Regions from separate parts of the Triticum aestivum genome. Here region 1 is linked to region 2. A link is a contact called in public Hi-C data. All regions are on one chromosome and are shown on one strand. The core of a region is the stretch at or near the end of the contact, and the rest is flanking DNA. Distances in the headings are between cores, read along the strand shown.

The links. A called contact is a pair of places that touch in the nucleus more often than the background predicts.
Region 1: a contact with region 2 is called in a Hi-C map of leaf, with 10 times the contacts expected there. The contact joins two enhancer-like sites. A contact is called at or near these places in 2 of 5 Hi-C or Micro-C datasets (both in leaf).

What each region holds. Positions count from the first base shown.
Region 1 is chr4D:401,871,212-401,877,678 of IWGSC CS RefSeq v2.1, reverse strand. No RefSeq gene overlaps it. Among protein-coding and RNA genes, the nearest start is that of LOC123098192, 250 kb to the left of the region's middle. Within about 2 kb of position 5,003, at least 4 of the 8 cell types and tissues checked have an H3K27ac peak or open chromatin away from gene starts, as enhancers often do. A contact at or near this core is called in leaf, where this site is marked.
Region 2 is chr4D:401,699,624-401,706,530 of IWGSC CS RefSeq v2.1, reverse strand. No RefSeq gene overlaps it. Among protein-coding and RNA genes, the nearest start is that of LOC123098191, 140 kb to the right of the region's middle. Within about 2 kb of position 2,495, at least 7 of the 8 cell types and tissues checked have an H3K27ac peak or open chromatin away from gene starts, as enhancers often do. A contact at or near this core is called in leaf, where this site is marked.

The sequences.
Region 1 (6,467 bases), core at 3,754-6,253, 170 kb before region 2:
CCGAGATACATTTCGGCTGCACCGAAGTGTTAGGGTTTGGCATGTGGCAGTGTATGGATCATATCGGTGAGTCCGGATGGGAACTTTTCGGTGGGCCGAGATGGATATTAGGGTTTTGGATAGGAATGAAGTGGAGAAGTAGTTGAGGATTTTTTTGTAATACCACTAAGCACTTGAGCAATCGAGTCATGATCAAAACCTCATCCCCTTTTAATAGTATTGGCTTTCCTATAGACTCAATGTGATCTTGGACCACTTAACCAAAAATGTAGAGTCTTGGAGCTTTGCAAATCGTTATCCGTAGCATTTTGAAGGGGTCCACATCCTCATGTCCTTGCCATGCCACTATTGAACTTATCTGAAATGTACTAGATAAAAGTGTTAGTCCAACTACATGTATGTTGATATTATTGACCAAAACCACCAAGGGAGCAAATGTGCTTTCAACAAGCTCAAAAAAGAAGCACCGCCATCCACACGAGCATCGCACCTGCGAGGACTGAAAAACCCTAACCTAAACTACTAACCAGAGCAAAGGCACGTGGATTCCCCTCCCTGCCACTACCCATTGAAACAACAGGTAGAGGGGAGGCGAAACAACGGACTAGTCGGCGAAGTCTGGAGGGGAGAGTTTTCCCTGGCTGCCAAGGGATAGGAGAGGAGTTGAGGAAGAGTTCTTATAATCAGAGCACACTTCTGCTATCTTGACGGATATCTCGGATTTTATTCATTTAATGCAAAAGCAAACAAAAAAATACAAATGTAAAGTTTAACACTTATATGTCCGTGTTTCCTAATTAGTAGTTCCGAACAGCGTATTTTTTTACAAACTACTTTACCATATATATGTTTTGAACATAAGAAGGGCCACCCCCTCTCATTTATATTAATAGAAATCACATGGTGAGAACGTCCTTTTGGTGATCAAGCTCACTTGAGCTCTTAAATTTTGAAAAATTCAAAATTCATACTTTCGGTTTAAAAAATCTAAAAAGAAATTGTGAAGTAAACAAGGATGTTATGTGTATGTGTAAGAATTTTTAGGATGAAATATCTTGAAATGCGATCTGTACAAAAAAAATACAAATTCATGGCCTGAGAGGATGAATACTATCATGTGTTAAAAATCCCCAGATTTGCTTTTTTTCCACATCCCTCATTTCAACGTATTTTGCCCTGAAAATTTACACACATGTGTGTTACGCCTTCATGCATATCTATATTTTTTCAGAATTTTTTGAAACGTAAAAGTATAAATTTTGATGAAATTTGAATTCTAAATTTGAAGGCCTTCATAGACACTGTTATGAGCTGTTGGAATGTTAATCCCTCTTTATGTAACTCCGCCAAAGATATTTGTGCCAGACTAAAATGTGTCAAACAAGGGCTCAAGACGTGGAGTAGGAATATCTCCAATTTAAAAAATACCATTGAAGCCTGCAATTATGTTCTCACTTTGCTTGATGGTGTCGAAGATCAAAGGCCACTCAGTTTGCGTGAAAGAAATTTCAGAAACATTCTCAAGCCACATCTTCTGAAACTAATGGAGGCCAAAAGAATCTATTGGAAAAGCATATAGAAAAGGAGAGACATCAAATGTGGTGATGAAAATTGTAAGTTTTTCCATGCCATGGCCTCCATTAATTACAGGAAAAACTTCATATCCTCCATTAATGAAGATGGTCTCATCCATTCCTCTCATGATAAAAAAAGCTTCAGTTATTTGGAAAACTTACAAAGACAGATTGGGCACCTCCATTAATCCCACTATGCTCTTTGAACTCAGTGACATCATCCAACCACACAATCTGAATCACCTGGATAAACCATTTTCATTAGATGAAATTGAATCAATTGTCAAGGACTTCTCCATTGACAGAGCCACTGGTCCTGATGGTTTTAATGGAAAATTTCTTAAAACCCGTTGGCCCATCATTAAGAGTGATTTCTACAAAATGATATGTGATTTATTTGAAGGAGATATGGATATTTGCAGCATTAACACTGCATACATTACTCTTATCCCAAAAAACAATCTCCAGAGACCCTGAATGACTATAGACCCATATCTCTGGTAAGTTTGCCTCTCAAATTCTTTACAAAACTTATGGCCAATAGAGAACAAAATGAGATCATTTTGATTGCCACCAGAATCAATATGGATTCATCAAAGGCAGAACCATTCAAGACTGTCTTGGTTATACTTTTGAATATCTTCATATTTGCCATAAATCCAAAAAACCTATTATCATTGTGAAACTGGATTTTGAAAAAGCATTTGATAAAGTGCAATATAGTGCCATTATTGCCATGCTTAAGGCCAAAGGTTTTGGACCTAGATGGATCAATGGGGCGTCAAAAATCCTTTACTTTGCTACCGCACCTATGCTACTTAAGGGAGTTGTTGGTAAAACCATCTACTGCAAGAGGGGAGTCAGTCAAGGGGATCCTCACTCCCCTTGCTATATGCCATAACTGTTGATCTTCTACAATCAATTGTTAATGCTGCTTGGATGATTGGTGAATTATCTCTTCCAGTAGACCTTAGCTACAACCAACAATACCCCATCATACATTATGTTGATGATACCTTGATGATTATGCCTGCTGACAATGAGCAGCTCATGCATCTCAAAACTCTTCTACAATTGTTCAGCCAATCAACTGGACTCTTTGTCAACTATAGAAAATCATCTATTGTTCCAATCAACATTGAGAACAACACTGTCAATCTACTTGTTGAAAACTTTGGGTGTAAAGTGGAAAGCCTACCTTGGTCTACCATTGGGCACTACCAAACCATCAGTTAGTGATATGATGCCAATCATTGCAAAAATAGATAGAAGACTCTCTAGAGTTGCCAACTTCATGAACTGTACATGAAGAATTACTTATGTCAACTCTGTTATTGCTTCCATGCCAATATGTGCTATTTGCACTTTTAAAGTCCATGTCACAGTACCGGAACATGTTAATAAATCCAACAGAATTTTATATGGCATGAAATGATATCAACAAAAAGGGCAACTGCCTTGCTAGTTGGAAAATGATATGCAAGCCCAAGGAACAAGGTGGCCTAGGAATTATTAATCCGAGATTATAGAATTATGCTTTATTGATCAAGCATTTACACAAATTTTATAATCAGGCCGATATTCCCTGGGTTAACCTGATATGGCGAGCATACTATCATAAAAATGAAATTCCGCATGCCAGCAATAGTAAGGGATCTTTTTGGTGGAAAGATTGCATCAGTTTGTGTGATATATATAGAGAGATGTTTGGCAACCTGTGATGTTAACAAAGGTAATGCTACCTTCCTTTGGAAATATGTATGGCACCACCAATCCATGGATGATTAAAAGATCCCCTAAATTACACTCTTTTACTCTGGATGATAATATTTCTTCTATTGCAGAAGCAAAAAATGGAGAACTACTATGATCTATTCTAGTTGCCTCTCTACATTACTGCACACCATTAGTTTCAACAACTGGTAGCTGCTCTGGAAAACATCAAAGACAACCACACAAATGACATTTGGAAATTCATGTGGGGAGACTGCAAATACAAAGAAAATTTATAACACCCTGTTGGGCAATAACACCTGCCCAGCCCCTCCGAGATGGATTTGGAAATCATGTTGTATGTCCAAGTACAAATTTTTCAGCTGGCTCATGCTCAACGACAGAATTAATACTTGTGATCTCCAAATGATAGTGTATTTTTTGGTCATGCTCCACTACCAAAAAATACAGTTTGTAAATAACCTCTATGTATTTTTTTTCCTTTCTCTCTTATTTTGTGAATAACCCCTATGTACATTTTTCCCTTTTTTGCGAGGGTAAAAGAGATTTTATTCCAAGATCACAGGGTTACAATCAGGAGGCAAAAGTTCCTCCACACATGGTGGTCCTCTACCTAGCCATACAGCAGTAGTGCTCTCTGTACGACTATACGAAGCCAATCGATCTGCTACCCTATTTTGCTCACGCTTAACTTTCGATGGAATAAACTCTCTTACACCCATATGATGCTGAATCTCAGCCACCAAATGTCCATAAGCAGAATACTGAAGACTGTCCCCCTTCATTGCCATCAGTGCTTCCGATGAGTCGGTTTGAACAATGACAGACCCCTCACTATGTTGAATAGCTAGGGCCATTCCTTGCATTAGAGCATGTAGTTCGGCTTCTAGGGCGTCATTGCAGTTAAATATATATCGATACGCTGCGAAGATGACACTGCCATCATTCCTCCGCAATACCATTCCCGCTGCTGCTGACCCATCTTAGCATATATAGTTGTTTTTGCAATTAGTATGAGAAGTGCACTCTTTGATTGACCTCTGCGATTGATAAGGACCGGGTATAAATTGACAAGTGAAAAGTCACAATTTTTTTGTACTTGCGTGTGCGTAAATATGAGCATCCAAATTCTAACTCTCGTGCGTGCATGTGCACATGCCCCCAAAACACCAAATATGCAAGTACATATTACGAATTTATGTACTCTGGGCGCTTGGAATGAAAAATCTTACAAAACCGTATATGCTAATGGACCTACATTGCTGTATATGCTTTTCTAAGAAGAGAAGATTTCTTCCTAGATCAACAAGGAACTGGAAACCATATCCATCCGAGTAGCCACTTCCTAATCTTTCCAACTCACTCATCCCTCGCTAGGCAAAAAAGACAAAGCGGGCACTAGTTTATGTTAGCAGCACGGCCGGGAGTCTGCATCAACGCTCAATCAGTCCCGGTCAAAACAAGGAGATGCGATGCCCTCGCGCCGCATCGAGCATACTCTTTCCTACTTAGTGCGCGCCCTTGGTGCTTCCGGAAGCGTTTGTTTATCAATCTTAATCTTAATATATAATCCAAGCAAGTGGATTCCAGTAATGTCGATGGGTGGTCTGGTCGATGACTCCCCTGCCCCTCAACTGCGCGCGCGCTCTGCAGTCCGGCACGGCTAGCCGACGTGGCGAGCCGGGAGCCGTCCTCCGCGCGGCGACAGCGACCCGGCGACGTGGGGCGCCGCGGTACGTCCGCGCCCGCGCCCGACAGCTCCGGTGACGGCGGTAGGTCAGCGGGGGAGTCGGAGGTGGACAAGTGGATGTGAGCAGTGGGGAGCGAGAGTGGCGGTAAATTCTGGCGGGTGGGGGAATCTGACTGTGCAGTGCTTTGTTTCACTTTTCTTCTGTCGTGGGGGCTGGATTGGATCTACTCCATCCTTCCATCTATACAGGGCCTAATGTGTTTTTTGAGACTAACTTTAACCAAATGTTAAAGCAATAATATATAACATGCAACTTACACAAAGTATACGGTAAATTCGTATGTGAAAGAAGCTTCCAATGATATAATTTTCACATTATACATCTCATGTACTATTAGTCTTATCAATAGTCAAAGGCGGTCTTAAAACACATTAGGCCCTATATAGATGGAAGGAGGGAATAGTACGACATGACCCAGCAGTGTGCCATCCTCCTACTACTAGAGTTTTTTCTCCTCAGACCTTTGGCCTTTTGTCATGTCGAAAAACTGGCCTGCTGGTCTCATAATGTGGAATTTCTATGAATTATTTACTCGTACAGGAGGAGCTGCGACGCAGCGTATATAGTTTGTAGTGTTGTTGGACTTCACAGTAGACTTCATTGATCTTGAGACACCGGCCTGCAGTGAGTAGTACTAAAACAGTTGTTAGATCTGAGAAATGCAGTGGACCTGCTCTGTGTTTTTCTTAATCGAAAAAGCACACCCTGAATCAACCGGGAATGCTCCTTCTCTCTCTTTTTGTTTTTGTTTTTGCGGATCAATGCTCCTTCTCTTTTGATCCAGGAGATCTTCGTGGTAGCAAATATTCGTCGCAATCCACGGACCATTCAAGATAAGTAGGAATTAGCTATTCAGATGGTACTGGCAAAACGTAAAATAATCATCATCAAATAAGTCTCAAGTTCGTTGCATCTTCAAAAGAGACGTGTAGTTTTGTTTTTTTTTTTGAGGCAACAAAAAGACGTGTAGTATATTCGACAGCTTGTACCGCAAAATTATGGGTCAAGTGAGCAGGACCAAGGCGTAAATAAGATTCAGCCATAAGTTTGTTTTGTTCACCCGGAGGCCCTTTTTGCATGGGGCTCCGTACCTCCTCTGGCTCTCCTCTGGGAGTGGGGCAAAGCAAAGCAAGGCCTCGTGCGCTCCTGTTCCCACGAGCCCCGCCCGTGCCCCCGCCGCCGCGCCCGCCAAAACACCGGCGAGCACACGACACGCACGGCCCCCACCCTGCCGCCGCGACGCTCGCCCAACCACTATTTTTGCGCCTGCTCCCGCTCATCCATCTCCTCCTTTTTCGTCAGAATATAAATGCCCGCATCATCACGCCGCGGAAGAAGACTGAATCGAACCCGGTCCAGCAAATTGAACGAATCAGATATCATCCACAACGCTTGATTGCTTCGCCGG
Region 2 (6,907 bases), core at 1,246-3,745:
CTATAGTCTTTTATTTCCAAGAGGCAATAGGTTTTACAGGGACCTGTGTCACAAGATCCATGTGTACTCATTCATCCTTTATAGAGCTAACATCAGGTGTTGTATAGGTCATACAACATGCTCCCCCAGATTACTCCATCTTCACTAAAAAATGGCGTATCTTTAAACTTTATTATTTGGGTTTATTCTATTAAAACTTTCTTCTTTATGGCACTTTAAGCACCGTCTTAGTATTCCTTAGTTTGCTTTCAGAACTGTAAAAGATCCAGGAATACAGCTATTTCTTTTCTTTAGGGGTATTATTATGATCGTCATACTCCCCCAGACGATCACATTCTTCATTAATGGATATCTCATATTTCTTTCTCCCCCTCGAAATGTGGCAAGAACTTTTCTGCCACAATTTCGAAAAACCATTCACAACTCTTGTGAATTGAGGAAACTTTGAGTATCTACTTCATTTATCTGATTACTTCATATGTAATGAAGTTATCTGTTAACTGGTATGGGAGTACTTTTTCCTTATTCCATTTCAGAAACTCAACAGAGTTCTTGATCATTAGTACTTTTGCAAGTCACACTTGCATATCATTCTTATCTTTAGGTTCGTCTGTAACTTTTATTCTCTTTGGATTTATTGAGTGCTTAATGATCATTACACATAAGGTGTACGGTCGATACTAGGAAAGCACAATAGCTACTCCATACTTTTCTCCCAGAGTGGGACGCATTAAACGCACATGAGTCATCATATCTTTCTCCTGTCATATAGGATAAGTCCTTTGCATAAATTTCTCCCGCCACAGGATTTCTGACATAATACTATGTCAACTTTACCCAGTCACGCAGGTATTTTCCAGACTTTTCCCGCCATGCGGTTTTTATCATAATCATCTTTTCCCGCTATGCGGGTAATTCCCTGTAAGGGACATCAATGCCAGAATTGGCTCTTTTGACTGCATATTCAATCATCAAATTTAGAAATAAATCCGAATGCTCTTTGACACACGTGCTTGATCCGACGTTGGTCAAATTAAACACGCATGTTGCTTGTTTCATTTCAAATCATGTTGATTGAAAAATCTTCTTCATAGAGAGTACATGAAAGACATTCGTCAACCAAGACTCTCAATGATCTACCTCTTTTCTTTCTTGGATTAATATCCAAGAATTCTTTTCTTTTGAAGCCATTCTTTAAAGAGAACATACTCCCTCACGTTATGACCTTTCTTGGTCATCTTTCGGATCATAAGTACCCATCCATTCGCTTTCACGAATGAAAGCATGGAAAACTTTTAGTCTGAGAAAAAACTTAGCCAACAATCAACAATAATGAGCACAAAAATAACCCCATGTTGGTCTGGTTAAAAAATATGCACATTAAACTTTTAAAACCTTCTTCTATATTCGAAATCACCGTTGGGCAGAATTAGAATAAAACATCATCCTTCTACATTAATTCCATATCACCGTTGGGCGGAAATGGAAATAATGCATATAACTCTTAAACAATGTGATGATAGTATTTCTATTAAACAACTTTGATAAGAAATCATCATCATCACCAACTTTATTGCAGCGGGAACAAGAAATATACATTTCTCTAGCTCAAGAGCTTTTCTTGATCTTTATCTGTTCTCTGAAAATTGATCACTTTGATACAAAATTTATCAGAGATTTAAGCTTTGAACATAGGACTCATAGAACTATAATACTGTTATTATCAACATTGGTCAGAAAATAACAATACCATATTTTCACTTTAAAACAAATATCTTTCTTTTGTCATATCGGAAACTATCTGAATCTTATTTCACCCACATGGGAAAAACATTGCTAAGAACAGTTCTTCCAATTAAATTTTCCCGTTGGTTCCAATTTAATTGGAGAATAAAACTTTTACTTTGCAGCGGAAACTTTACAATATTCTATTCAGAAACAATTCTGTACTATTTTACTCTCTAAGCAATTTTAACCAGTTGGTTCAAAAAGCATTAGAGAAGCAACAGTTTAATCTTTTACTTTAGTTCTATTCACTTTTAAAAGAGCACTTTTATTTTTTATTTGCAGAGGAAAAAACATGAATAAAAATTCATGAACTTTTTACTTTTCAGAAACATTTCTTTTTCTTTTTTGTTTTCTAGACAAATTTTGTTGAATTAATTTGAATAGAAAAACTATATTAAATTTGCCAAAAAACTTGGACAAAAAAAATAACAAAACGTGCCAGTGCCTTGCTTGGGCCGTCCCACGGCCTGCGTGCGTCGTGCGCGCCCTTTGGGCCGAAGCCGGCCCAGCCGCGCTTCCGCCCGGTCTCCTAAGTACTGCGCAGCGCCCGGCCTCCCGAGTGGGTCTAATGCCCGGCGTCGGCCAGCGCCCGCGGCAGCGCCCGGCTCCACTTTCGGCCCAAAAGACCAGCGCGACTTAGGGATTGCACTGCAACCGTCGGATGGCATCGGACGGCCACCCGCTCTCCTCGCTGGATCAAAACCAGCGAGGTCGATCCAGCCGAAACCCTAGCCCGTTTCATTTCTTCCCCTCGTGCCGCTCTCTGCCTCTCTCGACCCGACCGCGGGTCACCGCGCCACGCCGGTCGCCGGCGACGGCGACGGAGTTGCTGCGCCGCGCGAGCTCACTTCCTTTTCCCCTCCCTTTCTCCTTTCCTTTCACCTCCTTTCCTCCCTCTTTCTTCCAATGCCAGCGACAGAGAGACAGAGAGATGCGTTGTCGAGCCCTCCTCTGCTCCTTTTGAAGACAACGACGGTGGAGGAAAGGGCTTTGCCCCGGCCGCCGGCGACGGCGACTGACGTCACCGTGCCGCGCGAGCCTTCTTTTCTTCCCCTTCTTTTTCTTCTTATCCACCATCGCTTACAGCAACAGAGAGAGAGAGAGAGAGATCCTGCGGCGCACCCGCTGACCCCTTTGCCGGGGTGCGCGAGCACCTCCAGGGTGAACGCGTCGCCGTCAAATGGCTCTGTGGTGGTGCCCTTTGCCCCTGTGGGGTGAGTTCTTCTTCCGAACGGCTTGGCTTGCCGATGCCCGTCCGGATCGAGAGGAACGGCGCGGCCTTGCGGCGGCGCTATTTTCTTTACGGTGAGGATTCGTTCTTTGCCGTGTCGATTAGGGTTCCAGGGGAGGGGGTTTCTTTTCCGGGATTAGAACTCCCGTTTCCTTTTCCTGCTGAAAATCCTAAACCAATCTGGCCGATACCATTGATAGAATCACGGGATCGTGTAGGCTAGGATTCCGGCAACAGTGGTGATAGGTATTACCTTCTCCTTTGCCTGAAGAGCTGCCGCCGGTGGCCATGGTGGGATGGTGGCGGCTGCGGTGGCAGAGAGTGGGTGAAGTGGTGGCGGCGCTTCCCATCAGCACTGTACTAACCCTAGATCGGTAGGGGATTAGGTAGGGTGTACGGCGTTGCGACGAACCTCGTGATGCGAGCCGCCGGCCCCACCTCTTTATATAGTGCAGGTGACAGGGGCCCGTCAACCATAGTCGGTTGAGCGCCCCCGATCAGGGCGCAGATCTAAGGGCCCGGTGGGCCGTTGGGCCCACACGGTGGAGATCATCCTAACAATTCACACTAGTTTGCAGCACCTCTTGCAGTGATCAGCACCAGATAGATGGTGCTACTTGGCAGGCGAGCTTTGGTTTGTTAATTAGGTCTCCTTGTTAGTGGAACACGATTAATTAAGATGTACTAGTAGATGAGGTAGGCGTCCCTTATCCAGGCTGGCCCGCATGCAGTGACGCGCCAACGCCGCGTCGTTTCGTGTCCGGCCGAGCCGGACCAAGGGTGGCGCGTCTGCGTCCGCGTCAGCTTCCACCAAGCGAGGGAGAGGGAAGGAATCGGGCAAGTGAAAGCATCATCATGCACGACGAGAAGGTTTCAGCTGATAATGGATGATATATATTGATTAAATCTCGAAAGCTCTCGAGCTTCCTTCCTTCCAAGCGAACGCTAGAGCACCAAAGTCATCTAAATATTCGATGGCGATCCATAGTAGCAACGGGTGGTTTGACTCGACCATTCCTTTCGGCGGCAGATGGTCAGCAACATGCATGCAACGCCCTCTGAACTTTTCTTGTTAGTGAGATTCAGATTCTCATGTAGAAGTCCTAGTGGCTTGCCGATTGCTGCAACCATCAACGATGTGTCGCCTTAGTGCCTGTTCGGTTCCTCTCCGCTCCGCGACTGAGCTCTCGGAGCGGAGCAGGCTGCTGCAGCTTTTTACGGGGCAGCTCAAACCGAGCTCCGCAGAGTGGAGAGATTCCAAACAGAGCCTTAATTTGTACGTAAATTTGTTAGTCAATCGGTGCTCTAACCCTGCCTGCCTCTTGCTGGATGGATCGCGTGTGTGATTTCTCGGAACGCTATATCTTAAGAATTTGAAGTTTGCAACGGCGTGTCACCTTTGTAGCTTGGCCCGACGACCAGAAACTGAACACATCTACCTCGTGTGGATGGTTCATGCGTGTGATTTTTCGCTAATACTATCTGATGAGATTTGCTTTCCTCTATATGAAGAATTTGAAATTTGTGCGTGGGCAAACTGACCCCACCCTCCAAAGGACAAGGAGTATTAATTCAGTGGTAGTAAAGCACTGCTTCAAAATTCATCTCATCTGCATCATGTGAAGCAGCAGAGTTCTCAGGCTGCCTGCAAAGGTAAATCAATGGCCCATCTGGATCTACTGACACACCGTACAAGTCCCTTATAAAAACTACTCCAAGATAACATTATTAAGCACGTACCAGTTGATGATCAAGTTGCATGAATATGATGCTCTCTATCCGGACGGTACGAGGCCCAGGATTGTTTAGGGAGGCTGCATGTGTCGTGCATGTTCACCAGCCAAAGAAGATGAGCTCCAACGAATCTTTGCTTATAGACTAATCAATCTTTCTTTTTCTGAGTGGGGGCTAATCTATCTTAAGACTAGCCACAATGGGTAGTAACATACACTAGTAACATACACATTTCTCTAGACTATGTTACTACCTCAATAGTGGGTAGTAACATAAGTGTGGTAACATGCAAAGCTTCATTTATTACGTTATAGACTGGGACATGTGATGTTACAGTAACTAGCTAAGTTACTAGTACTACATCTCTCCTCATTAACTCATTGCCACATAAGCAAAATTGCTGAGTTGGACTCGATGTTACTACCGAAATTACTCCCACTGTGGCTAGTCTAACATCTTGTTTTTGTCCGTGGCCAATGAATGGTCTGGTCCCGTGGTCCGGGCCGCCCACGGCGCTGTGGATAAGCTCCCTTTTCCAATGAGTTGGGACTCGTCTATTTAATCCGTTGGGAGTTGGGACTTGGAGGAAAGAGTGAAGCCAGCCAGATTTCGCTGTTGCAGTCTTGGGTAGGTCTATACACGAAAGGAACATAAACATTCGTGTCGCATACTCACGTGTGAGAATGCACGGGGCGAAAATGGTGATTTGATCACATCGAAGCTGTTGCGAGTTGAAGAGGAGCGCTTTTTGGGAAACAAAGCCGGGAGTTGAAAATGGCATACAAAGCCGAACGGTAAACCCTATTTGCCACGCTATGCAACAAATTGTCGCTCTTTCGCACAAACGAGAGGAAACCCAACGAACGAAATGGGCCGTCTCATTTTAGCAGATAGAGAACGTGCTCAGGACCTGGTTTTGGGAACGTTATGGAAGGTTCCTTTTTTATTTCTCATTTCTCAGGAACGTTTAGGAACCTGATAGAAGGTTTCTGACCGACTTATTCTCATTTCTTTTCTTCTTCTTTTTTTTTCCTTTTTAACTTTCTTATTTTTCTGGAAAAAAGGTTCACATTATAGAAAAGCTGTTTGAGATTTCAAAAATTCTTCATGATTTTAAAACAAATGTTTGACTTTACAAAGAAGTTCAGAACTTCAAAAATTGTTCTCCTTTTTAGAAAATATTCATGTTTAAAAAAGATGTTTGCGTTATCCTTTTTACAAAATGTTCGTGTTTTCAAAAAAATGTTTTCTTTTGGCAATAAATGATCACATTTTTTTAGAAAAATATCATGTTTAAAAAACACGTTTGCCAAAAAAATATTCCAAATATTATTCCACTTTTTTAAGAACAGAAAATACAATACCCGAACCTCTGCAGATCTGGCTCGCTATAGTAACACAACTAGTTACACTAGCACAACTCGCTACAGGCGTGGTTGGTTACCTTCCACCTATTTTGTCTACATTGTATGTGTCTTCGTTGGACCTGGTTGAGGAAAAACATGCAGAAACCAACATCTGCATGTTGTTCGTTGCCCGCATCTAGGCTTCTTGCATTAGTGGAGCAATTTCGGCATGGCGTTTGGTGTTTGGTTGCATACAAGCAGCATGATTAAGAGTTAATAGCATGTGTGGCAGCAAAGCTACAATATAGTTTCTTGGCAGTGTACTCGCGATGGCGGCGTCAGTAGGCCGTGGGCGAGAAGGCCGAGAGGAACGACACTTGGCGGTGGCGCCGGGCACACATGTCGTCCAACTTGCAAGGTTGACGATGAACGGTGAGAACAGAAAGAAGCCACTCCAAATTTCGTCTAAACATTAATACAATATAATACCAAGATGCACATATACTAGTCTACAATCATCGAAATAAAAACCGTACAACATGAAAATCGTGTGAAACATTGAGATGAAGCTACTGGTAAAAGGGAATTTCAAATGGTGGACCGTGTGCGGTGAATTTAACGAAATTCGACCAAAATATCTCCAAACATGAACATGAAATTAACCATTTACAATCAGCGAAATTATGAACCGATCGTCTGAATGTAACCATGACACCGATATGCATCTTTTTCATGTAGACCTCATCTCGAACGGAGCATCCTGTATAGATTAGAAGGGACTGAAAGAGATTAACAAGTCCCATTCAAA